4 separate regions of the Mus musculus genome follow, and regions 1, 2 and 3 are each linked to region 4. The links are chromatin contacts, called in public Hi-C and promoter capture Hi-C maps. All regions are on one chromosome and are shown on one strand. The core of a region is the stretch at or near the end of the contact, and the rest is flanking DNA. Distances in the headings are between cores, read along the strand shown. Region 1 holds the start of Rps29 (ribosomal protein S29). Region 2 holds the start of Sav1 (salvador family WW domain containing 1). Region 3 holds the start of Sos2 (SOS Ras/Rho guanine nucleotide exchange factor 2). Region 4 holds the start of Arid4a (AT rich interactive domain 4A (RBP1-like)).

Region 1 (3,761 bases), core at 564-3,063, 1.9 Mb after region 4:
TGTGAGCCACCATGTGGTTTCTGGGATTTGAACTCAGGACCTTTGGAAGAGCAGTCAGTGCTCTTACCCACTGAGCCATCTCACCAGCCCCTGGCAGAAACTTATTGTCACGATGCTAGCCAATCTGTCAGGGGTAGCTAGGAAAACACAAATGCTCTTTGGATCCCAAGAAAAGGCAGTGAACAGTCTAGCCAGACTCTTCCAGAAGGCCTGGCTAGCCAGGAAGGGCATGGCTACCTGTTTTGGCAAAGCAGTGATCCCAGTAATAGTAACAGGTACTGATTGATGAGAGGAAAAATAAGGCACCAGTGAGCTGTGTCCTTCAGCAGCGTTATCTTCTTACTCTGTCTAGCAACAGTACCCTCCTGTGTTCTCCCGTTTGTTTAGTTGTATTACATGTTGTCAAAGCAAGACAGAGAGATAGATCAACAACAACAACAGAACTGGAATTGAAAAGGTGAGGGAATCGCGGTGTGTGTGTTTGTTTATGTGTATATGTGTGTGTGTATTTGTATATGTGTATATGTGTGTGTGTGTTTGTGTAAAACACTAGATTTGAAGACTGACAACAGACATTAAATTATATCTGGTCTTTAAATCTGTGACTCTTTCATTATGAAATAATTGGGTAAGGATTGTCTACCAAAATTTTGAAGTAGCATACTTTAAAGTTTTTTTTAAAGTTTCTATTAAAAGTCTTCTACAAAAGGCTTTTTTTCTTAATTTTACTCTGCTACATTCTAGATTTAGTTAAAGCTTTTATTTCAGGGGGCAGGGCTTTGTGCAATTTTAGGTTTTATTTTTATTTTATATATTTTTTATTTTTTATAAATTTGTCTTTTGAAGTTTGTCGTTACTTGTTTTGCTATTAAATTATCTGATGAAAACAACTTTTATTTTATATTACTTTTCTTCATATTCATCCACTTAGCCTGCGTTTGGTGGCACAAGCAAGCCCATTATTAGAGGCTGAGACATTAGGATAGGGAGTGTGAGTCTATTATGGGCAAAATGAGAGTCTTGGGCCAGTCTTGTCTACACAAAAACAAATGAAAAGTAAATGTAGGCGATTATATTTAGGTATCAAGGGTGGTATACTCACATATACGTAAGACCCTATTTTCCATCCATGGAATGATGTGGATTTCTTTTTGGAGTATATGAGGTCAAAAGATTTAATAAGAGGCCCCTATCGTTGACTCTTACTCATTACACTTGATTTAAGTTGTCATATAATTTCACGCCAGTAGGTGTCAGTAGTGAGTAAAGGAAAAAAAAAATCACGTTTGTAAGCGAACGTTTGTGTTAAGACAATGTAAAAAATTAAGGTTGAAATGTATTATATGAGAAAAGGGTGAATTAAAAAGAAAGTGAGAATAATGTTAATATTATTAAGTGTCCAAAAAGAGACGGGGTCTCGCTATGTTGCCCAGGCTGGAGTGCAGTGGCTATTCACAGGCGCGATCCCACTACTGATCAGCACGGGAGTTTTGACCTGCTCCGTTTCCGACCTGGGCCGGTTCACCCCTCCTTAGGCAACCTGGTGGTCCCCCGCTCCCGGGAGGTCACCATATTGATGCCGAACTTAGTGCGGACACCCGATCGGCATAGCGCACTACAGCCCAGAACTCCTGGACTCAAGCGATCCTCCTGTCTCAGCCTCCCGAGTAGCTGGGACTACAGGCGTGCGCCACCGCGCCCGGCGAGCGCTGAGAGCGACGGGGAGATACTAGAGCTGCGGCGGGCCGTGACGTCACTCACTGTGCCCGCCCAGCCAGCCTTAGAAATGTCACTCAGAGCACGCGGACCAATGTTGTCGCACGGCGTACGCGTCACGTCTTAGCGTTGTATTCTGGGTAGCGTGTAGCTCCAAAAAACTTTGAAGAGCGCCTGCGCGAGCCGACTCGTTCCTTTCTCCTCGTTGGGCGTCTGAAGGCAAGATGGGTCACCAGCAGCTCTACTGGAGTCACCCACGGAAGTTCGGCCAGGGTTCCCGCTCTTGGTGAGGAGCGGGTTGTGGAGACCGCGGTTAGAGGGAAGGGCCATTGTTGGTGACTGGGTGTCGGAAATTCAAGGCCCGCGGGCGGCGCGCAGGGCGTTCGGTGCTGCCGTCGCCATTACGGGCTTAGCTAGGCCGGGCCGGGCGGGCCCTGCTGCGGGTGGTGGGGAAGCTGAGGAGTGCTGTACCTTACTGTGGCGGCTCCATTAAGGCCATCTCCTTGTCCTTCCTCCTCCCAGCCGCGTCTGCTCCAACCGCCACGGTCTGATCCGCAAATACGGGCTGAACATGTGCCGCCAGTGCTTCCGGCAGTACGCGAAGGACATAGGCTTCATTAAGGTACGCGCGGTTGGTCGCTGCCGTCCACGATGCACACAGCGGAGGGTTTTAAGAGTTCCAGAAGGGAAGGGTGAAGGGTTTAATGCCTGGTCAGATTTAGGTGTCAGGTGGGTAGGAGGTGGTGCAGTTTCTACATAGTAACTGAATATTCCTAACCCAATACGTGTCTTAAATTTCTGGCCCAGGATGTTTGATCATACTGGGAAGAGCTCTAGACTTCACACACCGAAACCTAAGTGAATCTAGTGAACACACTGCTATGTTTTAGCCAGGGTTTTGGCTTTTTATTTGTTCTAAGGTTGATGTCTCAAAAGTCTCCTTTTTTGGTCAAAACCACTGTATATATATTTCATCTGCTTTTTATTTGTACCAATTTTTTTAAAAAGTATTTTAACCGGGTTTCTCCGTAGCCCTGGCTGTCCTGGAACACAGATTCTCTGCTGGGATTAAAGGTGTGCATCACACCCAGCTGCGGGACCAGTTTTAAATAAACTTGTGTTTAATGGGCCTGCATGGTATTTGACACTGCTGAGGTGCAGCAGAGAGTTTTAAGCTCAGACTTACATTATTGATGAAATAGTTACTGTAAGCCTAGCCTTACAGTTTAGAGACTTGAATGACTCAAGTGTGTCAGGATCGGTCCCTCCTCCGTCTGGTCTAGGTTTTTTCGGGTTAAGATGAACTGCAGAAACGGGCTATTTAGTAACTCCGGAGTACATGACATGGTTAATGTAATTTTGTGTGGTCTTGTATCGGGGAATAACTAGGGGGAACCAGTGGAAATAAATGCCAGAATCACAGTCTAAGTAATAGACTCCGTTTTGTTTTTTTCTTTTCAGTTGGACTAAGCGACCTTGAATGGATTCGACTGACTACTACCAAGTGGAACCGATCATGCTAGTCTTTGTACACAAAGAATAAAAATGTGAAGAACTTTAATTCCTGTGTGTGTGTTTTGTTTAGAAAAGGGAAGCAAAAATGTAGAGTTGCAAGCTGAGGCAAAAATGAGTTTGAGGCAAGAGGAAACGGAACCAGGACAGTTAGAACCTCCCAAGTGATCTTGGGTGGCACAGGTTGGAGTGGTTTGGGTAGTTAATTAGGGGAAGGTCCAAGTAGTTAGGATCCCAAGGGTTTTGACTGGAGCAAGTGTAGAATTGCAGGACTGAAGACAGGTTTGCAGAGGAGTCAGTATTGATGAGCTTGGTTTTGAATGCCTGTCACAACCAGTACAGCTTTCTAGAAATGCTTGTTAAAATTGGAGTGCAGAAGAGCGGGAACTGAGTATAAAGGCTGTTATCTTCAGCTCTCTTCTGAGTGAGTATACTTAAAGACTTAGGAGTTTAGCAAAGCAGGATGAGGGTGGAGATCTAAGCAGGGTGTGGTTTGTGCTACTGATCCTAGCCTTCAGGGTGGAGGCAGGAGA
Region 2 (3,917 bases), core at 10-2,509, 1.0 Mb after region 4:
CATTTGCTCTTCTGAGGCCTCACTCCAGATAGCACCATAGCAAGCTAATTCCAGCATTGCCTTCTCACTGGCTTCATTATCCGACCCCCTTTCCAAGCTGTGGGATCTCTCTTGTTTATGCTTCCTTCAGCGCTCACTCTGTTACATACTATGGCTTACTAGTTTTATTTTTTGTGATCTCTCTTCCCCATAACCGCAGGACCTTTGTTGTTATATCCCAGACACCTAAAACAGCACCTTGGATGCTGGGTGCTCAATAAAATATTTGTTATAGGATTATAGGGACCTTTAACAAGGAAACATTTCATAAAAACACAGGAGACAGACAACTGATTAAATGTCTTTGTGCATGGCTAAAAAAAAGAGCAGTTTGGTGTCTTGTTCTGAGGTTGGTGTTTTGCTTCTGTGTTTTAAGCACATTCTCTTCATTATGAAAGCCTTACTTTGATCAAGAGGAGTGAGTCCCAATCTTATTCTCCAAGTTATTCTGTGTACCTGAGCGAGTTAAAGAGAACAAAGTAGAATCTGATATATTAGATAGAAAACTCCCAGTTCTGAACTCTGGTGCTCAAAGGCTTCAAAATTCTAAGACTTAACTGCAAGAGAAGGCATGTGGTTATTAAGAATACATATTAAAATGATGAAATAAATACACTAACGTCAAATTTATCTTAGGAGCTGTAGAAACTCCATCTTCTTTTTTAATCCGAAAGCGCGGATGGGGATGGGGGGCACAAAAGGGGGTGGGCTACCAAGGGTTGGGGGAGATAATAAGAGGACAGAAGAAACGGAGACTCAGTTTTTACAGTAGTCACGCTGTCACCAGAAGAGTCATCTGTGTTACTAGGTGTAGCCCTCGCGGTCCCAGCACACCCGAGGGCTGCCTTCCCTCAGCAACCAGGACACGCGGCTGCGGTTGCGGGAAGCAGGGCGGTAGGCAAGTCCAAGGCGAGAGCCGCTCGCCGCCCAGCGGGCTCCGGACCGCCCGGACTCCAGCTCCCCAGCGGCGGGAGCCGGCCCGCGCAGCCGCACTGAGGGCCGCGATGGTCGCCACACCCGGCCCGTTAGCCGCCCGCCCGTCGCGAGTCGCCGCACGCAGCCGCGTCCGCGCCCGGCGGGGGAGGGGCGGCCCGTGCGCGTCGGCTTTCCCAGCATTCCCAGCGGCGCGGGGAAAGTTTACCGGACGTAGGCGGTGGCCGCAGCGGTAGCGGCTCCGGGCGGCGGACCATGGCCCTGGTGGGCGGCCGCGGCCCTGTCCCAAGGCGGCCTCGGGCGGCGTCGTTGAGCCGGCTGACTTCCCGGGAGGAGCTGCCCTGCGACTGAGCGGCGGCGGGCGCGCTTAGCGCGGCCAACATGCGGCGGAGCCTGCGGGCGGGCGCGGGCGGCGGAGACCCGAGGCGAAGGCGGCGGCGGCGGCCCGGGAGGCGGCGGCGGGCGGCAGGCTCGCGGCCCTAGCGAGGCTGCTGGGGCGGCGGCGGGAGTCGTCCGCGAGGATGCTGTCCCGCAAGAAAACCAAAAACGAGGTGTCTAAGCCGGCCGAGGTGCAGGGCAAGTACGTGAAGAAGGAGACGTCGCCCCTGCTGCGGAGTGAGTGTCGTGGGCGGTGGCGGGTGGGGACCCGGCGCAGCCTCGGGTGGTGCTGGAAGACCGACTCTGGGAAATGCATGGCTGTCCGTGGTGTTGGGGAAAAAGTGCTTCGACCCGGGCACCTCTCTGCTGGGTACGTCCGGGCCCCGCGTTTGCGACCATCGCAGCGCCACTCGTCGGCTCACGCACTCGCACACGCACACACACACGCGAGAGTGGATTCCTTCCTTAGTCCTGCAGCGGGACACAAACTTGTGAGGCAAAGAACCTGATACTTGATACTTGTAGCCACTACCAGCGTCCTAAGTAACACACACACACACACACACACACACACACACACACACACACACACACGAGAGACTTGATACTTGTAGCCACTACCAGCGCCCTAAGTAACACACACACACACACACACACACACACACACACACACACACACACACACACACACACACACACACACACACGAGAGAGAGACTGGATTCCTTAGTCCTTCAGCGGGACACAGACTTGTGAGGCAAAGAACCTGATACTTGTAGCCACTACCCAGAGTCTTTTCATTTCCCAGAGTAGACAAGCCATTAACGTATTTGGATTAGGCTTTGCTCCTAAAATTAAAAAAAGCAAAGTATTCAGAATAATTTCAGCCATACCAGGCAAGTTCCTAACTTTATTCCTCTTTCCGACATATGTTCCGTCCCCTCCCGTACGTAGCTTTTCTTCTCCGTTTAAAATATTTGAGTTTTTAACTTGAACGCCTTGATTCTCCTTTTTTAAAATTCTTGGGTAGTCAGAGAGCTAATCCTTTGGTTCTCATTCTAGGAGCTGGACCCCTTGTGTAAGTTTCCTTCTTGGAAACTGGAAGTAACCGTGTGACTTAAATTAAGCATTACCTCATATTGTAATTGGGAAAGCTGCTCACAGGGGTTCCTAGTATTTGCCCAAGATCCCGCAGAAAGGGGTGGAGAGCATATTTTTCCATTGTGACCATGTGTCCAGCCTTACAGGTTCTGTTAGTAGTTGGAGTGCTAGACAACACAGTTGGTGGGGTGGATGTGTCAGTAACTGAAACCATTTTTAAGAGCTTGTTTTTCTGTTTTTTTTAGGTGATAGCTTGCTTTTTGCTGCAAATAAAGTTTATTAAGCATCATTTGAAGTCATGCCACTTGTTGAGTCTTTTAGTGAGTGACTCCATACAGAATTTGTGTCATCGACAGTTAATTATTCCAATATTAAGTTACTGTAGTGTTAGCTTCTGACACCCTTAGTGACATTGATTTAATGAATTCAGAAAATGTGTTCTATATCCAGGTTTCATATTTTAAAGGTAGTTGCTTTCTAAGAACATGAAAGCTGTTTGCACATTCAAATCAGCAGCCATGACCTTGGTTTGGGTTATCTGCTTTTAAAGGAGCCATAATTCTTTCCAGGCTTTTTCAGTAGATCCAGGGTTTGTGTGCATCTTTGGAAGTAGATGACTTTATTTTTCAGTTTCCACACTGAAAGGTCTTGCTTTCTAGTTTTGATAATTGTGCTTAGAACCGGGTAATTCCTGATAGAAAGACAAAAAAAAAAAAATTACCAATAAAAAAGTCTTTTACAGGAAATCTGACTTTGCGGTTTTTTCTTTAAATTTTATTTTAATGAGATGTGTTTGTGAAGAAAGATTCTTGGTGATACTTAAATCAAGTGAAAACACCAAACTGTAGTCATACATGATGCTGGTAAAGGAATTGGTTTGTTAGGTTACTTTCAGCTTAGTGACATTGTATCATGTATGGCAATATGCAGCATCCATTCGTTTGTAGCTGAGTTTACACCTGCATATTAATGCAGATTATAAATGTATTTGCTTGGGAAAATAATCTTCATTTAAAGTTCTAGTATTGTCTTAAAATTTAAAATCTGTTTTCTTATGCCCTTTTGTTTGATATTTTGATCTCAGGATAGTAGACATAAATAACTTTAGACGAGTGTACTGACTTAATGCAATGGTGATTATATTTGTTTTATTATAGATCTCATGCCTTCATTCATTCGGCACGGTCCAACAATTCCCAGACGGACTGACCTCTGTCTTCCAGATTCAAGTGCTACTGCTTTCTCAGCTTCTGGAGATGGTGTAGTTTCAAGAAACCAGAGTTTCCTGAGAACTGCAATTCAAAGGACACCTCATGAAGTAATGAGAAGAGAAAGCCACAGACTGTCTGCCCCTTCTTACCTTGTCAGGAGCCTAGCAGATGTCCCTCGAGAGTGTGGCTCATCACAGTCATTTTTGACAGAAGTTAACTTTGCTGTTGAGAATGGAGACTCTGGCTCCCGATACT
Region 3 (3,751 bases), core at 552-3,051, 1.3 Mb after region 4:
TGGAAATAGACAAGAAAAAAAAAAAGCTATCGACTTTAAAATGGTAATACCAATTAAAAATTCTTAATACTTGGCGAAACAAATACATCTTCAGGCCAGATTAAGCTCAGGGGAGCCTTCCAATAGCCTTTGCCAAGAATAAAACTTCCCACCAATGACTTTCCTATGAGAAAATACAATTGCAGTCTGATAATTTGACAGCTTCGTGTTTTATAGCTAGGGTCTAGGAACTTTAGGAAAAATAAGCTTTCTCTATAAACCAGAGTGTATTTAGTACATGGGACTATGAACATGGCCATTTATTAGAAGACAACTTTAGAACTTTTATTAGAAACAACTTTAGTGTTATTATGTAGGCACACGCGTGTGCGAGGACACACATATGCCACATTTCAGATGTAGACAGGTCAGGGAACAACCTTGCGAAGCCGGTTCTTTCCTTCACGTGGGTTCCAGGGGTGGAACGCAGGTTGTCAGCCTTGGGAAGCGAAGCAGGTACCTTTTCCTCGACAGCCCCAGAGGACTTTTTTTTTTTTAAACACTGTGGATACTTAGATTAAAAAAGAAACCAAAAACAAAACAAAACGGAAACCTCCGATCTCTTTAAGTATTTAGTTGCCATTTTTACTTTATGAAGTCAAAATGGTGTTGTGTTTGGGGGAGAACAATGTTCACCCACTGATTCTGGAGCTGAAATTACTACACAAGTTATCTTTTCCAGTCTGTTCTTCTGTTCCCTTCCTCACTTCGGTGGCTGGCAGCATGACTGTTTACAGCCCGTTGGGAGCAATCTGTTCAGCGATTTTAGTGGGATGAAATTTGGGTTAGTGAAAAAGTTTCCAAAGTACATGCCCCTTCAACTTAAAAAAGCATAGGGACAGAGGATTTTTAGGTTTTTTTTTTTTAATGCTAATTAGTGTGACTGTATCGCAGGATCCAGGTTCTGTAGAACCTTAAGTGGAAAGGATTTGAACATGATTAACCTAAGAACAATATCTGAAAGTTTTTGGATACTTTTTTTTTTTTTTTTTTTTTGATCCATAGGGACTCTAGGTGAAAGACCTCGAACTGAAGTCATCTGGCCCTTCAACGTGCGCTAAGAGCTTCCCATGACCCTACAATGTGACTTTATGAATAGCCACTATCACCTAAATATACAAAGGAGCCACACAGAGCACACGTTAAATAAATATCCTATCAGCCCAAATGTCCTTTTCTCCCCACATCTGTGTTCTGCCTCCCAGAGCTGCAGTCACGGGCTCGGGGGTCCCCTAGGGCTGTACCGAATCAGGATTGTCTGCCAGGACTCGGAACGCTGCCGAGTTCGTCTGGAAGAGCCACCCCGCCCCGTGCACGTTCCCAGGAGAGACCGATTACCCTCCCGGCCCCGGGGCCCCGCACCAGACGCCTCGGCCCGCTCGGCGGCGCGCATGCTCCGTGCTGGTCTTCTCCAGAGACTCGGGAGAGCGAGCGCGGGGCCGAGCCGAGCCGAGCCGCCGCTGCAGGCACCGGGCGCTCGGCGGCGGCCGGCGGGGCTGGAGGGGCGGCGGCGGCGGCGGCGGCCAGTGCCGTGCACGCCGGACACGCGCGCCCGCTCGGCCCCGAGGGCCCTCTGGAGGTGACTCGGGCGGACCCGGCGGTGGCGGCGGCGGCGGCGGCGGCGGTAGCGGCGGCTGCGCGGAGGGCGGGGGAGGCGATGAGGACGCTGCGGGCCGCCGCTGTCTGCCCGCCGCGGCCGTAGCGGGAGTCGGGGCGGGGGCGAGGCCGGCGGTGCCCCGCGCTGCGCACCCAGACAAAGGAGGAGGAGCCTCGGGCCAGCGGGCCGGCGCCGCGGGGACAGCAGGACGCCTCGGGCCGCCGCGCTTCCTCGGGGCTGCGGGGCCGCCAAGCCTCGGCGAACGCCCGCCCGCCGGCGCCGCCCCCGAGCGCTCGGCCGGAGCTGCGGCCCGGGCGGGAGGCGGCGGCCGGGGCGAGGCGAGGCGAGGCGGCCGGCGCCCTGCCTGTCAGGCCACCGGCCCGGCCTCCGATGCGGAGGCGCTGCGGCCGGGGCCATGCAGCAGGCGCCGCAGCCCTACGAGTTCTTCAGCGAAGAAAACAGCCCGAAATGGCGGGGACTATTGGTCCCGGCCCTGCGGAAGGTCAGTGCTGGGGCCGAGGGAGGTGCCGCGGGGCGACGGGCTGGGGGGCCGGGCCCGGAGCTCGCACAACTTGTAACGGGGAGAGCGAGGAGCGGGGAGCACGGCTCGCGCCCGCCCCGCGTGCCGCGGCCGAGCCTTCTCTGGCCGGGCTGCGGGCGCTCCTAATTGCCTGTTGCATCCCGAAGGACGTTTTCTCAACTTTCTTTTTTGGCCTGGTCCCGGAAGGAAGGTTTTGTTATGATCATAAAACTGGATTTCATCTTACAGTCATTTCGTCAGGCAACTTCCGCCGTTGACCAATGCGTTGTCCTCAGGCTGGATTCTGGCAACACAGAGTCCCACTGGTTTTTTTCGTTTCTAAAACAAATGCGCAATTTTGGACCGAGAGGCTACTTTGAATTAAGTTCTTGGGGCTGGGGGTGCTCGCCTCGGGCGGCTTGCTTGCTACGCTCGCCCATTCGCCTGTTGAGGCTGTGCTGTTTTCGCTAATATGGATGTGTGTTTCCCATGTGTGAAGTGTCAGTGAGTCATAGTATTCGTTCTCCAGCTCTTGGGGTGAATCTAAAGCGCCTCCCCACTTCCTGCAGAAGTCTTACCTGAATACAAAGATTGCCTCACAAAATGTGGTCAGTTTCTTCACAGCGACGAGGACTTGCAATAACCACTTTTAAGGGACAGTTGCGGGGGCGGGCGGGGGGGGGGAGGTGGCTCGTTGCTAATCAATCTTTGGAGATTAGATACATTGCTAGGGTGCGTGTCTCCGATTGGTTGGTGCTAGTCTTATATGAAGTTAGGTAATTATGCCATTCTCTTTGTTGCTCTGGGCCAGCAAGAGACTCGTTAGGGAAGGTGATTTGCGGTCCAACAACACAAGCTTGATGGCTTGAATTTCATTCCTGGAATCCACGTAAAGGTGATAGGGGAGAACTGACTCCACAAAGCTGTCCTGGCCTTCATGCAGGCCCTCACCACACACACACACACACACACACACACACACACACACACACACACATGCCACTAACACATATATCACACACACACACTTTAATAAGAAACCTCCACTAGGTAAAATACCACAATTGAGGGAGAATGTAAGATGTAAGGAGTAAAAGTACCTTTTGGGTTCCTGAGTTCATGTGCAGAACCCAGGGGGGAAGGAGAGAACTGACTCCCTACACACACTCGTACACACTCACAGACAGACAGACGGACAGACAGACAGACTCACACTAACAACAACAACTGCACTTGAAAAAGAATTCATCATACATGTCTAGGAGTGGAAAGACAAGTCCACTTTAATGGTAAAAACATTTCCTTGTATTCTTCAGAATTTCAAATTTTCCATTGTCATAATTCTCATAAGGAGGTGATTACTGGTTTCCTTGGGGGCACACACCAAATCATGTCTTTAAAAAGAACTCTGTGGAAATGGAAAGCACATTGAATAGTGATAATTCTGTTTTGAATCAAACGCAAAGGGGAAATACGTGGATAGTAATTAACCCTTCTACCTCCCAGAATGGCAATGGGTGTATCGGCTTGACCCTTGTTGGCATGTGATGCAAGTATATACACATTCGTAATTTTGATAGCAAAAGGTGGCTTAG
Region 4 (3,778 bases), core at 614-3,113:
TAAGTATCTGACCAGAAACAAACAAGAGCCACAGTATCCTACCGAATTCTGAGGAATGTTATGAAAGCTTTCTTTCCCTTCAAGCAGGCTGCCACTGATGTTTGTAAGATTAGGAAGCTTCAAAAGCTACACATAGAATCCACGTTTTAAGATATATATTATGAAGACTGAACTAATCAATCTAAATATTGTCATCACCTTAGTTTACTTTCTTTCCCCAAAAATATACAGAACTATCTCTCTTACTCAAGCTACATAACATGTCTTTTAGAAAATGGCATTGGTAGTGGAAAGGGGGAAGTATAGGTTTTAAAGAAAGCAAAAGCAAAGCAAAACAAAAAAACCTTGCAAAAACCAAAGCAGGACAAAAGCTTTTCTTCTTGAAAGGTGTTTTTGACACTGAAGTGTTTGAAAATCGAAAGACTGCACCGATCTTCTCAAAGTGCTAACTGCTAGAGAGTGTTGGACCGCCTGCATTTATACACACACACACACACACACATTCGAACACGCACACACACACACACACACCCCTCACCCATTCACATGTCATTTTCCTTAAAGTGCTTCTTAGTAAAGAAATCAATTCTAAGTAACAAAAAGCTGCCATTCCACAACTGCAGCCTCCGGACTGGCAGCGTCCGGGGCACAAGGCTAAGAAGAAGAGTTGGCTCCACTTACCTTCATCTTGACTGGTGACCTGTGGGGTTCCAGCTTCCTCGAGTTCTCTTCCCGGGCGCTAGAGCCAAAGCAGGGAAAAGAGAGGCAGAGGATCAGTCCAAGGCGGGGTGAGACCCGGAAAGAAAGTAAACAAATGCAGGCGGGGAGGGGCCGAGCTCCGCGGCCCCCGGGACAGACCCCCGTCGGGCAGCCAAAGCCTGGCGGGCAGTGAGCCCCACGCGCGCCAAAGGGCAGCGCGTCCCGCCCCTGCCCGGCCGGCCGGCCCACCGCGCCCCCGCCTCGTCGGCCACTCGCAGCCCCCTGCGCCCCGGCCTCCCGGGTCCGCGCCCCGCCGGGCCCCGACTCTAGCGCGCGCCCCGCCTCCGCCGCTCGGCCCCCTTGGCCCGCCCCGGCCCGGCCCGCGGCGGCGGCAACGGAGTGTCACGGCGCCATTGCTCTCCTGCCTCCGCTCTGCACCATGTCAGGAAGGAGAAGCGCTCCTTCACCCGGGGGGCAGGGGCGGCGGCCTGCGGCGGCGGCCGGCGCGGGGGGACCCGGCGGGGGAGGCGCGGGGCGGGGAGGCGGCAGGACAGGGTGTGGGAGGGGAGCGAGCCGCACCGCCGCAGCGGCCGTCTCCTCCCGCGCCCGCCTCAACTTTTTGTACAGCCCGGAGAGGCGCGGGCACCCCGATCTCCGCGGTCCAGCAGCGGGTCCTCGCCAAAGAAGCACAGCAGAGTTGGGGGCCGGTTCTCCCGGCAGCCCGCTCCTCCAAAGCAAACTTAGCGGCGCGGCCAGCCCCACAGCCATTTTCCCGGGGAGGCGGCGGAGGCGGTCGTGCCCGCAGTTGCCGCCGCGACTCCAGGACCCGATCGCTGCCCGGCGCCCCGGGCACAGCCCGCCCTGCATCCCCCTCTCAGCCTGCGGAGCTCCCAACTGCACCGGGACCCCATCGCGGCAGCAGCTGCTCCCGCCGCTTTGCCCATTCAGCGGCCCCCGCTGACTACCTACCTACTGCGGGTGCAGAGCGCTGTCAGCTCTCCAGTCTGCCGCCCCACTGATCGCCGTGGGTCCCCGTCCGGGCAGCACCGCTCCCGGCCGCAGCGGCAGTTCCTGCGCCGGGTTCCCCCACTCGCCCCGATTTACTGCCACAATCCACCAAATAACAAGCTGTTGAGCAGACTCGCTTCTACACGAACTCCTATTGGCTGCTCATGACGCCGAATAGCTTCGGATTGGAGCTCGCTGTCTGCCTTTCTCATTGGATGTAGCTGGGAAACTTCCATGATTGGTGCGGAAAACAGCAGGTAGGATAGCTTCCACTTCTGATTGGCTGTATCCGAACACGCACGTTATTGGAGGATAGAGGATTGAGTAAGAGAGCCCAAAAATTTGATTGGAGGAGCCGACTCCGGATGTGCTTGACTGAACACTGATTGGAGAACAAGGGGTCAGGAAGAGCAGTTCCGCACGAGGATTGGGCGGTGGCGTGTCCCATGGAAACGGAATCCAGAACTGCAGCCAGGGTTTTTCACGGGGGCGGAGCCGGCTCTTCCCCAGGCGCCTGCGCCTAACCGGTTCCCCGGCGCCATTTTGTCCCGGCAGCAGCAGCCCGCAGCTCTATCCCATTTTCTGTGTCTGGAGGGAAGGACGCGGACTCTCTCGGGTAGGTTTATTTCAGTGTGGCACCGGCTTACCCTTCCCTCCAGGACAACGCCTAGCGAAGGGTGGAGGAGTCACGGAGTCGTCCGAGAGGTCTGTCGGAGGCTCCCGGTGTCGGGTGGCCTCGGGGGTGGCGCAGCGCTGGGAGCACCGGAAGCGAGGGCGGCCATGGGAGCCGCTGTCCGCCGGCGGCGGAGCGTGGCTGGGGGGGCGTGGAGGAAGGGGGCGAGGTCGGGGGCGCACGTGTAGGTGAGTAAGCGGCCCTTTGCGCCCCTTCACTCGGGATGGCGGGATTTTACTGACACCCCCCCCCCTTCCTCCCGGCATAGCTCTGTCTCCCTTTGACATTGCATTTCGGAAGCTGGGTTGCGGTCTGCAGACACCAGGGGCCCAAGGTGGCAGCCACCTTGGTAAAAGACGGAGGAGGTGTGGTTTCTAGAAACGTCTTGCGTGGGGAAGAAGAGTTATTTCCTCCAACTGTGAAGCTTGGAGGAAACGTGGAAGCCCCGGCTTTCGGAATGCTGAGGAATGTGCCTGCCAGGACAGACGCTGCTGCCACTATGACCTTAGACAAGCGACTCTTGTCACTGCATGAGGCGAATACTATACTATTTTTTCGAAGAAAGTATTAATGCTTCAGGAAGGAACGACAGTTTCTTAGATGAAAGGGTTTTCTGGACCAGATAGACATGGATTCTGTCGTCAGCACATTGTCTTGTTAAATGACACAAAACTTAACAATTGGGCAACAGCTTATGCCCTAAATTAAAATGTGAAATGTTAACCCCAGTAAATTGCACAGTTGAGTACGTCTGAACTAACGCCATATCAACTAGTTAATATTTGTTGTTTTTGTTTTTTCAAAATTTGTTAAGATTGTGAAGTGTATTTTGGTAGTTTTACTAAGTCATGTCTATCTTTTTAAAATCTGCTTAGTTTTGGTGATGCACAAAACTAGAAAATGGTTGAGTAAACAGTTGAGGATTTTTGTTTGTTTTTCTAGAGTTGTGCTGAAGACAACAGACACCTCCATGACAACCCAAAGTATCACAGAGGTGAGTCCTGTGTCTTTTGAAATCTTGTGACTTGGGACAGGTGTGTGCTGAGATTTTCTGTAGACTAGAGCCAAATACTAGGCTACGTGACTGGTTGTTGAAGATGTTTTGTTAGTTCAAGCTTTCAAATGAGTCGGTTTAATTAGCTTCCTGATGTTATACCCTAGAGAAAGCCACAGATAAAAAGCATCCCTAATATTCAAGCTCACCCATTCTGGGCTCCTCCTTTCTGGACTCTGGTTTTTGGAGACAGGATTTTGGTAGTCCAAGCTCATGACCTTGAACTGCCGTCCCTGCTTCAGCTCCACAGCACACCATGCCCACCCAGCTTTGATTCTTAGACTTTTTAACACTCAGTGTCTTAAGTCAGAATCTTAACATTTTCTTGATTTTGTTCACCACTC

Evidence for each region. Promoter capture Hi-C pulls out the DNA fragments that hold promoters and counts their contacts. Hi-C and Micro-C count contacts between places; a contact is called where the count stands out from the background. Capture Hi-C pulls out chosen DNA fragments and counts their contacts.
Region 1: a promoter capture Hi-C map of liver shows a contact between it and region 4, with 6 times the contacts expected there. The contact joins the promoter of Rps29 here to the promoter of Arid4a in region 4. A contact is called at or near these places in 1 of 39 promoter capture datasets (pre-B cells), 1 of 484 Hi-C or Micro-C datasets (B cells) and 1 of 9 other capture datasets (liver).
Region 2: a contact with region 4 is called in a Hi-C map of muscle stem cells, with 6 times the contacts expected there. The contact joins the promoter of Sav1 here to the promoter of Arid4a in region 4. A contact is called at or near these places in 3 of 39 promoter capture datasets (erythroid cells, liver and maxillary cranial neural crest), 2 of 484 Hi-C or Micro-C datasets (erythroblasts and muscle stem cells), 1 of 115 datasets of contacts at active chromatin or transcription factors (astrocytes) and 2 of 9 other capture datasets (adipose tissue and liver).
Region 3: a contact with region 4 is called in a promoter capture Hi-C map of pre-B cells, with 8 times the contacts expected there. The contact joins the promoter of Sos2 here to the promoter of Arid4a in region 4. A contact is called at or near these places in 4 of 39 promoter capture datasets (the C10 cell line, hippocampal neurons, liver and 1 more), 1 of 115 datasets of contacts at active chromatin or transcription factors (astrocytes) and 1 of 9 other capture datasets (liver).

The regions. Positions count from the first base shown.
Region 1 is chr12:69,157,238-69,160,998 of GRCm38.p6, reverse strand. It overlaps Rps29 (ribosomal protein S29), which reads left to right and starts at 1,813. Exons shown (of 3, transcript NM_009093.2): 1 at 1,813-2,002; 2 at 2,239-2,338; 3 at 3,178-3,277. The coding sequence starts at 1,941. The coding sequence ends at 3,186. It also overlaps Rn7s1.
Region 2 is chr12:69,984,344-69,988,260 of GRCm38.p6, reverse strand. Sav1 (salvador family WW domain containing 1) reads left to right here and starts at 1,259. Exons shown (of 5, transcript NM_022028.2): 1 at 1,259-1,587; 2 at 3,609-3,917. The coding sequence starts at 1,494.
Region 3 is chr12:69,679,902-69,683,652 of GRCm38.p6, reverse strand. It overlaps Sos2 (SOS Ras/Rho guanine nucleotide exchange factor 2), which reads left to right and starts at 1,801. Exons shown (of 23, transcript NM_001135559.1): 1 at 1,801-2,138. The coding sequence starts at 2,052.
Region 4 is chr12:71,014,052-71,017,829 of GRCm38.p6, reverse strand. It overlaps Arid4a (AT rich interactive domain 4A (RBP1-like)), which reads right to left and starts at 1,863. Exons shown (of 24, transcript NM_001081195.1): 1 at 1,669-1,863; 2 at 682-739. The coding sequence starts at 687. 3110056K07Rik (RIKEN cDNA 3110056K07 gene) reads left to right here and starts at 2,007. Exons shown (of 4, transcript NR_045055.1): 1 at 2,007-2,323; 2 at 3,323-3,374.